2 separate regions of the Gasterosteus aculeatus genome follow, and region 2 is linked to region 1. The links are chromatin contacts, called in public Hi-C maps. All regions are on one chromosome and are shown on one strand. Each heading gives the region's core, a stretch centred on a gene start, on an enhancer-like site or on the middle of the called end of the contact. The rest is flanking DNA. Distances are from core to core; before and after follow the strand shown.

What was found. A called contact is a pair of places that touch in the nucleus more often than the background predicts.
Region 2: a Hi-C map of liver shows a contact between it and region 1, with 5 times the contacts expected there. The contact joins the enhancer-like site here to the promoter of LOC120823868 in region 1. A contact is called at or near these places in 5 of 6 Hi-C or Micro-C datasets (liver, skeletal muscle, tail fin and 1 more).

Annotation. Positions count from the first base shown.
Region 1 is chr8:6,432,697-6,439,450 of fGasAcu3.hap1.1, forward strand. LOC120823868 (forkhead box C1-A) reads left to right here and starts at 4,357. Exons shown (of 2, transcript XM_040184299.2): 1 at 4,357-4,461; 2 at 6,133-6,754. The coding sequence starts at 6,475.
Region 2 is chr8:6,546,583-6,553,336 of fGasAcu3.hap1.1, forward strand. All of the region lies in intron 4 of gmds (GDP-mannose 4,6-dehydratase), which reads right to left. Among protein-coding and RNA genes, the nearest start is that of gmds, 14 kb to the right of the region's middle. Within about 2 kb of position 3,164, at least 7 of the 9 cell types and tissues checked have open chromatin away from gene starts, as enhancers often do. A contact at or near this core is called in liver, where this site is marked.

The sequences.
Region 1 (6,754 bases), core at 3,107-5,606:
CAACCAGAGAAGAAAGAGAAGGAGAAGAAAAAAGCAAATGTTCCACAGCTCTCCAAGAAGCCCCAAACTAGTAACAATAACAACAAAGAGATTGAAGAAACGCAGTAAATAGGAATGGGTTGGCCTCCGCCCAGCCGGACCACGGCGTTCAAAATAGTACGGCGGGGGACTCGACTGACGTGGGACTGTGTTCCCAGTAGCGCATTTCCATTATATTCTGATGGTCAGGTTGGGTCCATCAGTGGACGGGTGTTAATATATGTGAGCTCGGAGAGTTTTTTGATATCCTACAGGCTGGTGAATTACAGCTGCTAACTGGTATGAATCCCAGCGAGCCTTAGTGGTAACTGGTGAGAATCTGAGATGGTAGCTGGTGTGACCAGAAGTAGCTGGTAGCTATGCAGGTTGTTTGAACCTGAGATCACTGTATGCATCTATTGCGTGAGTCTGGTTCTTCTGGATCTAATCCGCTGAGCAGGCCACTGTGTCAGGCGTCTTCACAGCCACCTCTTTTTCGTTACTCTTCTCCACAAAGGACTTGTTCCATGTTTACAATGTTCGCTTTCTCTCTGTAGGGTTTTTTCTTCCAATTGCTCTTTTAACCGCTATATGTTCACTGATGCTTCAGCTCCATGTAAAGCTTCAGCTATATGAAATGCTTTGGAATTAGATATAACATCTCCTTTTCCAATTCACAGACATTGAGTATATCCAGAAAACATGCTCAGTAAAACACAGATCTTTTCACATCTGGAAACTTGTGTAAGAAAAGGATTTTCAAGACTGTAATATGCAAAAACAAGATGGAAACTTTGAAGCATTATGGAGCTAGAGTTCAGGAAATGGTCTCAGCAGACTGGTTCAAAAATACAGATAAACTGGGCAATGAAACTGATGGTCTTCTACAGTTTAGTGGATTCTTGTGAAATTAGAATGGACTCGGTGCACATTGGGGCTTATTAGAGATACATTACCTTAACAGGTTTAACATCTGGGAAGGGTTACATGGATGGAACTGGCCACTTTTCATTACCAGCCCACCTGATCCCTGATGTGAAACGATGTAAAACGTTGCTTCAGATGCTAATAAATCTCCTAAGTGTCCTGGTGTGATAGAACAATTTTGCAGCAAAATAAATTGCACTCGGCAAGAGCCTTAAAAAGAAGCTGATTATGGTTCTTCTTAAAGAGGAGGCGGCTTCACAGAATAGAAAATTAAGAATGAACAAGAGGAAAGCAGGGGGACGACGGGGTCGGGGGTTGCAGGTGACACACTGGGTGCAGCTCAGCAGCTGTTTGGTACAGCTAGCTGGGACTAATTTGCCTAATAAACTATGGGACAGCTTGTTGTCACCATCACATGTCTTGCTGCAACATGAATAAAGCCACAGACTAACTAACAAAACTGATATCACGGTACTAAAGCGTTTGTTTGCTGCCATTCACCTTTTAGAGACATTGATCAAATATCTGGAGGGTCTTTATGTTGAAGCAGATCCTGTTTTCTTTTTTTCTAAAAAAAAAACGAAAATATATACACAATTATTTTCAACACAAAATATTTTTTTTTCTCAAATAATTTCCAGTAAGTGACACCATATAGATTACGGAATTGTACCACATCTGTACAAAAAATGAAATTGTTATAAACCAATTTAATCCCGCCATACTTTTCTGGCTTTTTTATTTGTTGCTGCATTGCAATTATAGTGTGAGGCTCGAAAGTTTCTGGTCACTTTGCTAACCTTCATTTAATTTGAAATGATGTGCAAATATGAAGACTGTCATTGTGCGAGGAAAGTATGCCACTCATCAGGGCAGATAAATCAGAAACAGCTTAAGGAAAAGTTTCCTTCACTCATTTCCCATGGCCTTATTTCAGAGAAGCTCCACACGTTTGCCTGACTGTTCTTAAATGTTGAGTTTAAAGGGGTAAAAAAAGGGAAAACTGCCACACTGTGAGGAGCTTTGTGGCCTTGAGAGCAGCTTCGCCCTCTTCAAACCAGTCACAGCCGGAGCAAGATTAATGTTTTGCACATGGATGATTGGCAGCTATTTATTTGAAAACCAATTCCTATGAGCTATTTGAGCACATGACTATGAGGTCCTGAAATATTTTGGAAATCTGTCTGTGTTTAATTAGGCACTTAATATAAACACTGTCGATGACACACTGAAGTGCCTGCAAAATAGAAAATAGAAAATTACCACAAACTGATGTGAGGTCAACAGTAAAAACGCAGAATTTCAATACCGTGCACTTTTTCCAAATTGTGGACATCATTGAACTAAAATGAGCTTCTAAAAACGAGGTGTCCCGTCCTTACCTCCTCATTCGTGCATGTGCACTAATGTAGCAGCAGAGGGGGCTGTGTAACTACTTAACTCGGGTTTGTGAAAGATGAAATGCTAAGCCGGGGAGGCTGGCATGGTGAACCTCCCTGATGACGAAGATTATGTCGATGATGACTAGAAACCAGAAATGACGTGCTGCCATCAGTCATCGAGTACTTGTTGTACTAGTTCTATACTACTACCTCTAAGGGGCTAATATTTGACTCCAAAGTCGAGATGAAAGTTTTGAGATAACAGTCCGGATATTCAGAGGTTTCTCCTTGTTGATTGTGCGAAGAAACTAAATCTATTTTTTAACTACTTTGCAAATGTTGATTTAAGATTAATAGCCTTTTCCAAAATGATGACATATTGTGATGAGATCAACTTGTCTTGTTTGGAAATTCTCCAGCAGTAGCCGGACTACCATGTGGACTAATGTTGTCATTAATGTGAGCTAGCTGCAACAATAATTATAATCAAATAATAAACTGCAATGTATAATGCTATAATTCATTTTCAAATGGAGTATTTTACATAATTACTATTTTTACTTCATGCATACTTTAAGGAGTCAATATTTTGATGCTACACCTTAACTTCTCTGCTATATTTAAGACTCAACACCTCTCATGGGGATCGTTGAGCCGGCAGCTGGCAGCTAACAGTGCTACAGAGTTTACCTGGGGGTCGGGACCTCTATTCCTCTGCGATGATCAGGGAGCAGTGCGGAGCATGAGCGGGGCTTACATCCACCAGCATGCATTAAGGCAGTCAGCTCGGCTATACAAGCAAAGAAACACACACACACACACGGTGACATTATTTTTTGCTCAGCAAGCACACTCCATTCTATCTCTACATTGCAAGTGTTGAGTATTAAAATATAATCCTGCGCGCTTACGCTATAGAATGAAATTACACTTGAACTATAAATGCATAGTAATAATGGCTGAAGGCCGCTTAAAGGCCTGATTGCACAAACAACAAGTATTTCAAGTCACATGTTGTTGTAACATGTTGCAAAAAGATGCACGCACTATTTGGATCAAATGCCGTTCAACAGGAACCACCTGTTCCCCATTCTAAGAATAACATGTCCCTACCTAACTGCGCCCAGCGCTCATATGCAAATCATCATGCACTCATCTTGCAAACATCCTGATATGTAGAACTCATGAACAACGGGAGGCGTGTTGATCCGAGAGCCTAGATGGATGGACATCCCTGTGCTCCAATGGGGCTCTCCGAGGGTTCTAAGCAGGAGCCGCCTCCATCTTAATAACCAATCAAAAATGCTCTTAGAGACTATATAATTCGAGCGCATTTTGTATTAAGCGCATTTTTTTCATGTTCTCGTTAAACTGCCTGAAATTGGTCCGTGCACGTCAAACAGCAGGACAGAAGACTCTTGTTGCAAATAAACTTTGTCATATTGCTTTGATTTAAGTCTCCAGTCTAGTTCTTGTTTTGCTCACACGACACAAGTCATTTTTGATACAAAATAAATGTTCTGAATATCAAGACCCTTTATGCATTTTGGATGCAGCACTATAAGCAGACTTCTTTTACTTTTAGCCAAAGCCAAAAGTAAAAGATCTCACAAGATCCATCCAGCCTGCACTTCCACCCAATGACCACTGCGGGGCACGAGTGGGTCGCACGCCTACATTTAACAGCAGCATTTGGTCAAAGGCTATATGGCTATGGTACAAATCAAGTTACTTTCTCTTCACCGTTGATTTAATATCAATAAAATCAACGTAATTCTTCAAATGATATTTACATATGATGATTTCTCGATTTCTATTTGCTATTTGTAGTTGGTGCGAGCTATTATTTCAGGGGGGAAATAGCATGAACGGAGTTCAGGTGTGACAAATGCTAAGACGTATTAATAAAGGACATGCAGCCACGGCTGGGTATCACACACTCGGCTGCGGGTTGCTGGTTGAGTTCCCTGCAGGCCAGGGTTCCCTCTTTACACACACACATAGGGTCGACGGCAGGGCCCACTGGTCAGTCGGACCCAGCGGCGGGCCTCACAGGGACGGTGCGCGCTGCCTCTGACCGGACAACACATGCAAATCCCAGAAGAAAGAGACCCCGGGAACACTCAGGACTCAGGTGAGAAACGGCGGCTTCTCGCGGATCATCAAGGGCTCATCAGTTTGCTGTTTGTTTGTTTTCCCTCCGCTTGAATTAATATCACTTCTGAAAGAGTTCGATTAATTCGTCTGGCAAAGGATAAAGATGAGATGAAAAAGATAACTTGTATCTCTTTTATTGTGTTTTATTATTATTACTTGAACTGGCTCTCGTGGACGGCGTGTTTTTTTTCTGCCGCATTATGTTATTTTACAGCTTTACCAGAATTCCTTCTGTAGATAAATAGATTAAGAAAATATTTTCGTTTAAAATATATTGGCAGAATTTAAAGAATGTGCAGGGAAATTGGCTAAACGTATTTACATTTTGTTGAATACCTCAAATTAAATCATTTAAAATGTAAGCGTAAACCATATTATAGGTTGGTGTTGCTGTGCACGAATAAACAGAACAACCTTGGCTTAATTTACATAAAAGGTGCAAATAAAACCCACATATTAAAATAGTTCTGATTCATAATTTTTCAATAATTTCATACAATCAATCAAAACCGGTATTTTTCAACAAAAATTTCTACAACAAAAGCAACAAAGATTCTAGCAAATAAATACATAAATTAAACAATTTAAACACAAACCTTTAATTAGAGGTTTTCGCAGACATTTTATGAGTTTTTGATATTAAACTATTAACATATACATTATAGAATATTAATGTAGATTCTCTTTATTTTTACAGACACAATAGCCGATCCCTTAATCGCCTCCATCTTCGTAATGTTGTTAAACGATCGTTTCCATCAGGCTGGGAAAACATTGGTGTTGTCTTTAGGTTTTCCACATAACGGAACATCGTTTTCTGGAAGCCACTTGGTGTGTGGGGAGGGCATTGAGGGGGGGGGGGGGGGGGGGGGGTGTTTGTTTGTTGTGAATGACATTTGGAAGGTCTTCATCTCGAGAAAAAAAAAATCCCACCTCTGTCTCAGCAGCCGCTCGCACCCAGGGGCCCTTTTCTCACCCATCTCGACCAAATGATCTTCATTTAACCTTTAATTAGTTTCAACCCCCCCCCCCCCCCCCCCCCCCCCCCCCCACACCTCCCACCGGCGCTGTCGGGAGGCAGCCTCCCTCTTTCATGTCGGTCTGTTTGCACAGAGGCTCCGCAGCAGCTGATGCGAGTCCCTCACAGACTGCAGTCCGATGAGCCTTGGCTCATTTGGCGATAGTAATCGCCGACGCGTTTGGTCTAATTACCGGCTGAGGTATCGAAAACGGCCTCTAACCGTTTCATTTAGAAAAAGGGCCTAAAATAGGGCCTACATGCCTGAGACAGATTTAACAGAGATACTTGTGGGTGTCTGTTTAGGTCAGTCTTGGGAGCTTTTCATCTCCCATTTTACGCATGAGTTTTGCTATAGTAAGAAGAAAGTTTTAAAGCTCGTATCCTCACAATAGCTCATTATTCTGGTTTCCAAAACAGACTAATGCGATTAATTGTATGACTAATATACGATATATTAATACAAAAAAACAAATTGAGTAATTAAGGGGGGTTTCTCTGTAAGGCACACCCTTAACAGCATTTAACAACTCCATGAAGTTATGAGTAGAGCGGGATGAAGGAGGGAGGGGGCGGAGGAGGAGGAGGAAGGGTGTAGTAACTTTTGTCGCCCATACCGCTTTTCCACAGGTTCATTTCGTCCTCCAATTGGATGATGGAGCACGCTTTCGGGGAGGAGCAGCGTAGAGCAGCCAAAAGGGAGGAAAAATTTAACGAGTAGAAAAAACACGGTTCCTAGCCGTGTGGACTCATGCGCCTCCAGTCTTACTTTTAGGCTTCTCGCTTTCCCAAATGTCCTCGGCGGCAGCGTTCGCTCTGTCCGCTTCGCCGTGGTGAGTTGTGGCTTAAAAAAAAGGAACTTCTAGACGATACAGGAAGAAGAGAAACCAGAAACAGATTGGGAGCACGCGACGAACTTACGAGGGTTTCTGGAGGGGACGCTTTTTGGGGAGGTTTTACGCATAGCGCAGGATGCAGGCGCGCTACTCCGTCTCCAGCCCCAACTCTCTGGGAGTTGTACCGTACATCAGCAGCGACCAGAGCTACTACCGGGCCGGCGGTGGATACACCGGGATGCCTGCACCCATGAGCATGTACTCCCACTCGGCCCACGATCAGTACCCGGCCAGCATGGCACGGGCGTACGGACCGTACAACCCCCAGCACCAGGCAAAGGACATGGTGAAACCTCCCTACAGCTACATCGCTCTCATCACCATGGCAATCCAGAATTCAGCGGAGAAAAAGATCA
Region 2 (6,754 bases), core at 1,914-4,413, 110 kb after region 1:
TGATGGGGGTGCGCTCTGCTTTGTGGGTGAGGGGGGGCGGGGATGTTTTTTTGGCTTGTATTGGTTCTGTGCCTGACAGCTGAACTGATAAGATGAATGTTTGTGTGTCTCCCTGCAAATGGAGCAATAACTGACTTTGAAAACCACGCACACACACACACGCTTAAGGTAAGAGTGGCACAGCCCTTCATCCAGGTATGACAACCTGATTTAAAGATTCAATTAAAAAACACCCACATGCAAAGGAAGCAGTCTCTGCACACAAAGAAGCTACAGATAGATTCTAAACCGGTTTAATTCCTCCATGAAGTCAACGGCACTAAAACAATTACGCCTGTCAAGATTAGGATCTAGTCGTAAGTCATAAGGGGGCTCTATGCCAACTGGTTTTCGTCCCTCGATCGTCATCATTTTGTGATGGGAACATAGCTCATCGCGGCAGGCGTTTTGGTAACCAATTGCAGTCCTGAGATTAACCCCAACAGACAAGAGCAACCGCACACGCGTGTCACCAAGATAATGGACCCATTACAGTTATGACGCTCTTAAAAAGGGCAATTAACACATTATGGAACAACTATTACACCGCCCCTGAAGGACGGCCCTGCCTTCCAGCTCTGAATCGGGTTGAACATGTCATGATTTCATTTTTCGAGACAGTCCCAAACAATGGAGCGTGATCTGACTGCAGGCTGCAGGAGAAACTCCAAACAAGCGGCTCGTTTACACAAACATGCAATTACCAGGGGAAGTGCCGCGTCCACTTCAGTGCGAGTGCGTCTGTTTGGGGATGCGGCGTGATTAAGAGGCCAGAGCCGATGACGGGAGAAGCAGATGCTTGGACTGGAACAGCAGCAGCGTCCAGGTGCAGGTCAACAAGTGAAAGATAGCTGCCCAGCTCTCTCCGCTCCTCTCCGCGTGTTTGCAGAGCAGCGAGTGTGCGCACAGAAATCCCCTGGTGCGCACAACGTTGCGTCCGTGCAAACACCACCGTCGACTCGCAACAGACATCTTGGTCTCCCGAGCCGCCTGCGTGTTCATTGTGTGAACTCGTTCAGAGTGAAAGGTACGTTAACCTTCCCTCAACCGGAAGCACAGCGCAAACTGAAAGCTGATGCTAATGCGCAGAGCTCAGTCACGACCCAACTGCAGACGTACGGCACCTTTGGGTGCCGTTGTGTCACAGTGCAGCTGCTGCTGTAGACAGAATGTCAGTAAGAAATCTTTTAGAAACAAACCTGCTTTTTGAGGAATAATCTTATTAAATAAAAGGACTAAAATGGATTTTATGACAAAATCAATGGAAAAAGGGATTAAAGAGATTGTTGCAGGATGGGAGAGATGGAATTCAAATGATCACAGCACAATTCCCATACGTAGGCGTTTGGTTTGTCTATGGGCCTGAAGGACAGTCTCCAATTGATCTTTAAGTGTGTTAACTGAAATAATGTCAAATAGCGTTCCTGCTCATTTTGTTCAGCTGCAAGCTGAAACTTGCCGAGTCAACTTAAAGGAATAATTCGGCCACAGAATAACCACAACTTCTCTCTTTGGCCCCCGAGGCAAATACGAAAAGACTTAAACCGCGAAACTAAACATCCACTTACAATTTACTTCATGCTTCCGACAAGAGTAGCTAACTTTATTTATTTTTTTACTGTAAAGCAGTGATTGTCGTGCACCACGGTGTCTGATCATTGCCGTGCTGTTGAACCAGGATCGGAATGACTCACTTTGCTGAAACACGTCCACACAAATTCATTTATACATTCTCAATCGGATAATGTGATATTGTGATAGTGATAACATGAGTAAATGTGATCATATTAGTCAGTGTAAATGCTGTCATTACAGATTTTTCTGTTGATTGCACTTTCAACGTTTGGTCCAAAGCTTTAAGGTCTCCAAAAGATGTTTCTGTTTGTGGGGGTTTGAACTTTGCTTCTGGAACTCAAGTCATTATTTTATTTAGATATTTATAGATGTAATAATGAGCTAAATACCCCTAAACCCCAACGTATAAATGAGGTATAATGCTTAACATGCAGCATTAAGACTGAACGGCAGATCGCTTTGAGTTGACACTCCTTGTTCCCTCATCACACAGGCAGCTGAACTCCAGATAAATCATTACAGAACATCCAGTATGGCGCTCTGACTACCATTATTATTGCCAAATGTCTCCCTGGAGGACATAGCAACAGGAAGACTGATGACTTTGATAAATAAATATTTAGTGTAATACCTGGTTACCGTGTTCTCCCCGCTGCTCGCCCTTCTAACCAACTACAACAAACTAACGAAGCACATCGTCCCAGCTCTATTGTGGGGAGTTATCGTACCGCTAAGAACACGCTACGGGCTACTGTCAGTCAGGAGGGTGGGGGACTGATGGATTGTGGTGCAGATGAGGAAAAAAACGTGATAACTAAAATTAGATTGTTCAATGGTACCATTTTTATCTGGTCAGTGAATAACTTTACTGTCCTTTCGTCCTCTGCTTTATAGTAATGAGCACGTCTGTAATGTCTGTAATCCTGCAGAACGCCTTCCTCCAGTATAACGTGCTGTAATGCGAACGTCTGACCTGCAGAGGGCCTCGTCCACACCTGGAGTCTGACCCTCAGACAGCAAAATCTTTTTTTATTTACACTTTAAATTAATCTAAAGTGAAGTGAATCAGAAAAAAAGTGAATCAAAAAAAAAAAATTAAAGAAATGTTGAGAAAGACGTTTTTTGTTGTTATTAAAATGACAGGAAATTTGGAAATGTAGGTTTGCTCAAGAAAATGTGATGATTATTTCAGAAGCTGGAGACAGACAAAAGTTAATAATATATGTATGTGTAAATTCATATTACAAATTAAAATGAAAAGCACCAAGTCCTGTCCTTAAGAAGCTAGAACCACGGAACACTTTTTTTTTTTTTTGCTTGATCATATTATCTTATTTTCAACAGTAGTTGATTGTCTAACAAATCATTTTGTAAAGCCATCTCAATTTCCTGGATGATATTTATTAATGCATTTTTTTTCATTGATTCCGTTTGTGTAGGTAATGAGCACACGATCATAAAGTGGTTAAAAGCCCATCTTCTTCTGACCGGGCTGCTGATCCTGAATGTCGGACTCCAGGCCGGACTGACACCGCCGGTCACACAGCGGCTCACTGCTGCCATCTAGGTCTCACCGGGGGAACTACACCTGCGCGTCGCACCACACAAGACTATTGGTGTGAATATTTGGGATTTGATTTAAAATACAGGATTTATATCCAATCACATTTAGCTTTTTGATACTATTTATTGACCTAGTGAATTTACAAACCTCAAAAAGCCCGTCCAGCCCCCGCAAACTGCATGTTTCCATGTGTAGGAACTTTGCTGCATAAACAAAATAAAACGAACTGACTCACGAGTGCAGCAACGACTCTGACCCACAGAGCCACCACAGAACATTCCCTGACTCTGCGCGGGGAGACTGCAGACTTGTTTCTCTTGGCACAAAGCGGGCTATTCTTAAAACCAAAGTTCACATTCAATCCGGCCCAGGCGGGCGGGCTGCCTCGTACGGAGGCCTAACCTTTCCGAACAGGGATCGGCCGGCTCCGCGGACTACCGGGCCACCGACGCACCACTGGCCCCGTCGCTGCACGCTCAATAGGCGCGGGACGCAGGGGGAAAATGTGTCTCTGCTCGGACCCAAACCCAGCTGTTAAACAATGGAAAACACGCAAAGCGCACATGTGCGCTTAATGAGGCCTGAGAGGCAGAACGCGCATAGCTCGGAGGGGAATGCGCCAATTTGGTTGCAGGCGAGTCTTTATACGTGCGTGATACGCGCAGCCCGCACCCACGGCTGATTGGACGGGTGAAGTATAAACACCAATCACAGAGCGGGCAGTCACTGACGGGCCAAAAGCAGCTTTCTCCAAAAATCGTTCTTGCATCAATTCACTTAATTAAAGACGACGTAAAAAAAAAAAAAAAAAGAGAAAAGATTACTGTGAGGACTGGTTCAGCGATAGTGTTGGGATACATTTTTTTAAACCTTTTTGTTGATCCACATTCTGTTTCAAGTTTAGCAGCAATGCCTTCTTAATGTAATGTGTTTTTTAAATGGTAATCTTCTCTTAAGACGCAGGCGAGGTGTTTAAATTACAGCCGGCTTCGTACCCAACGGTTTAAGCCATCGCTGTCCAATATTTCAGTTTGACTTTATGAACAGCGTCTTCTTTTAAACTCTGAAACAACAGGTTTTGAGGGTTCTGAAAGTGCTGTGTGAGATATCTAATCAAATAAATAGGAATATTGGTCTTTGCATACGTATCACCAAAGAATTTTAACAGTTTAGAGATCTAATAAGTCAGGAAATTGAGCGTCTAAACACACTAAATCATACCACACATACACACTGGATGACAACTGAATCTCATTACCAACGAGCAACAAGGATTGCATAACATGCCCACACACTGCGAGTACTGGTATTACCGCCCAAGTATGAGAGTAAACGGCTGGCAGGCTGCACAATAGCCGCTTCAGGCCAGTAAACACATCAACGCGGCGGGTTTATAGCGCACAACTTTGTCGGGAAACAGGCGCGTTAAATCCTGTGTGTGTCTCCGGCGTGGGAGCTTCTGCGAACCCGGATGGGGGAGAACCCAAAGGCCGGTAGAGGGGCGAGAGAGAGTTAGAGAGGTTGACCGAAAAATGGTCTTCCTGAGGAGGACTTTGGACGTGGATATAGATGGAGGACGTCTTTCCCATGGATGCAAAGCTGCACTTCGGTCTACAGAAGCTATCAAAAACAATTGAGTGGAAACACAGACAACCGTATTGTATCGCCTCCCAACGCTGTTCCCACCTCCCCAGTCTTTCACCGTCCCACCCCCCTGTTGTGCGCGAGGTGTGGTTACAACTCCATGTGTATGCTGCAACAGCTGCAGGTGGGCGATCTTGCACTGGGGGGGACGGAGGGGTTGCTTTGGCCCCTCGGAGGCAGAACAGATCACTGTGAACAGCGTGTAGGCACTTCTTCCCCATCTCACGTTCGTTGTGCATGCGGCTCCAAAAATATTTGGTTTTATTTGATCTCTTCAGTCATTTAACCTGTAAAATGGTCACAGCAAAGACGTCAGATTCATCCATCATTTATGTGCGTTGTGCTTCTTATTCTTGCAAGACCTGCAATAAGCTAAAAATGAAAAAACACTATTCAAGCCTCGGAACAAAAAAGCTTTTAGGAGGACGTGTTAAGACAAAGTTCTTCCCACTGTAGAAATAAATAAGATTATATGAGGATTTAGGCTTCAAGTTGATCCCCTGACGTTCCCTTTGGCACAAGCATGAGGTTAAAAGTTTACACTTGACTTTGGTGATCCTGCAGATTCCGCACTTTAACATAGACATCGCTGAACCGCAGCTATACTGTTAAGTAACGATCAGCAAATGCTGTCGTGCTGAATTAAAATGATTCTCCCTCTGCGACGGTCAACCTTCAGGGCTTTGAAGTGCGTGATGTTAATCTCCATCACTCTCTCTACTCTAGTTACTGCAGAGCGACACTGAGCAATCCACCAGAAACTCAGCGAAATGGCTCCTTTTTTTTTTACAAAAGACTTTGACAACTTTCCCGTTCCTTATGACAACATATTAGGAAACAAAGATCAAACTGCTGCGGCAGTCCCACAGAGGAGACATACTATCCCTTCTGTTGGGGCCGTGTGCTGGCCTTTTGATGCTGCAGCTGGCTGCTTTCTGGCCCTCCGGCGCCCGTCCACTATTCCCCGTCCACCGCCGCCCCTGCAGCATTAGAAAATAACCCTCGGTCTGTTCCCAGTGAGGACTCTCTGCAGCGGAAACCAGCACCCACACTCACACACACAAACCCATGCCTCAACCCCATTAAGTCAGAAGGGATTCCCTGAAAGACGGTGGGAGCGGCGAGAGGGCCGACGGGAAGGAAGAGAGCGATGTTGAGTAGCCGGCGGCAGTGATCTTTTCCTCTGTGGTGGGGCCGACTGGAAATTGCTCCACACCACCGCTGCCAGTAACACAGCTGGCTCAGCTGTTCAGAGCCGGCAGCACGTGGTGAGGAGAAACCAGAGCCGGGTTTATTGGTGTCGAGACAAATAAACACAGGGGAGCCTCGGGCAGGTACAGGGATTGTCTGTCACTCAGTGTGTGTCAGTGTGTGGCCTGAGGATCACATACTACGTGGGAGGAGGAGTCACGGCCTCTGACCGCAAAGGATGTGGAGAGAGTTGTCTCCTCCCTTTTCTCCCACTCTTTCCTTTCTAGTTGTGTCTGTCTTCCTTCCTCTTGCTTCATTCCGAGTCCCTTTGTATTATCACAGCATCAGCAAACAATTATCCTCAAATGTGAGTCATCAATTCTTAATGGATTTAGTGGACAGTACTGCACTAATAGTTCAAGTCCAACACTACACCGCTTGCACTCACTAAGCCTGATGGCTCTTTTGTATTTTCCATTGGTATTTATCTTATTTACAGACAGAGAACAAAGTTTCTGGGAACATAACACCTCAGAAAGAAATACAATCTCCTATATTCTTACATGTAGATTCATGGAACTATACTTTGTAAATCTCATGTTGATTTACTCGCTCGGCAAAGACGGACCGCAGAGCGGGCTGAGCCAGCTCTTCCTGTTTGATTCAGGGAATCACAGGAAACAAACTGATTGGAACTCAACGTTGAAATGGTACCAATTTCCTCCACATACGGCTGGATTC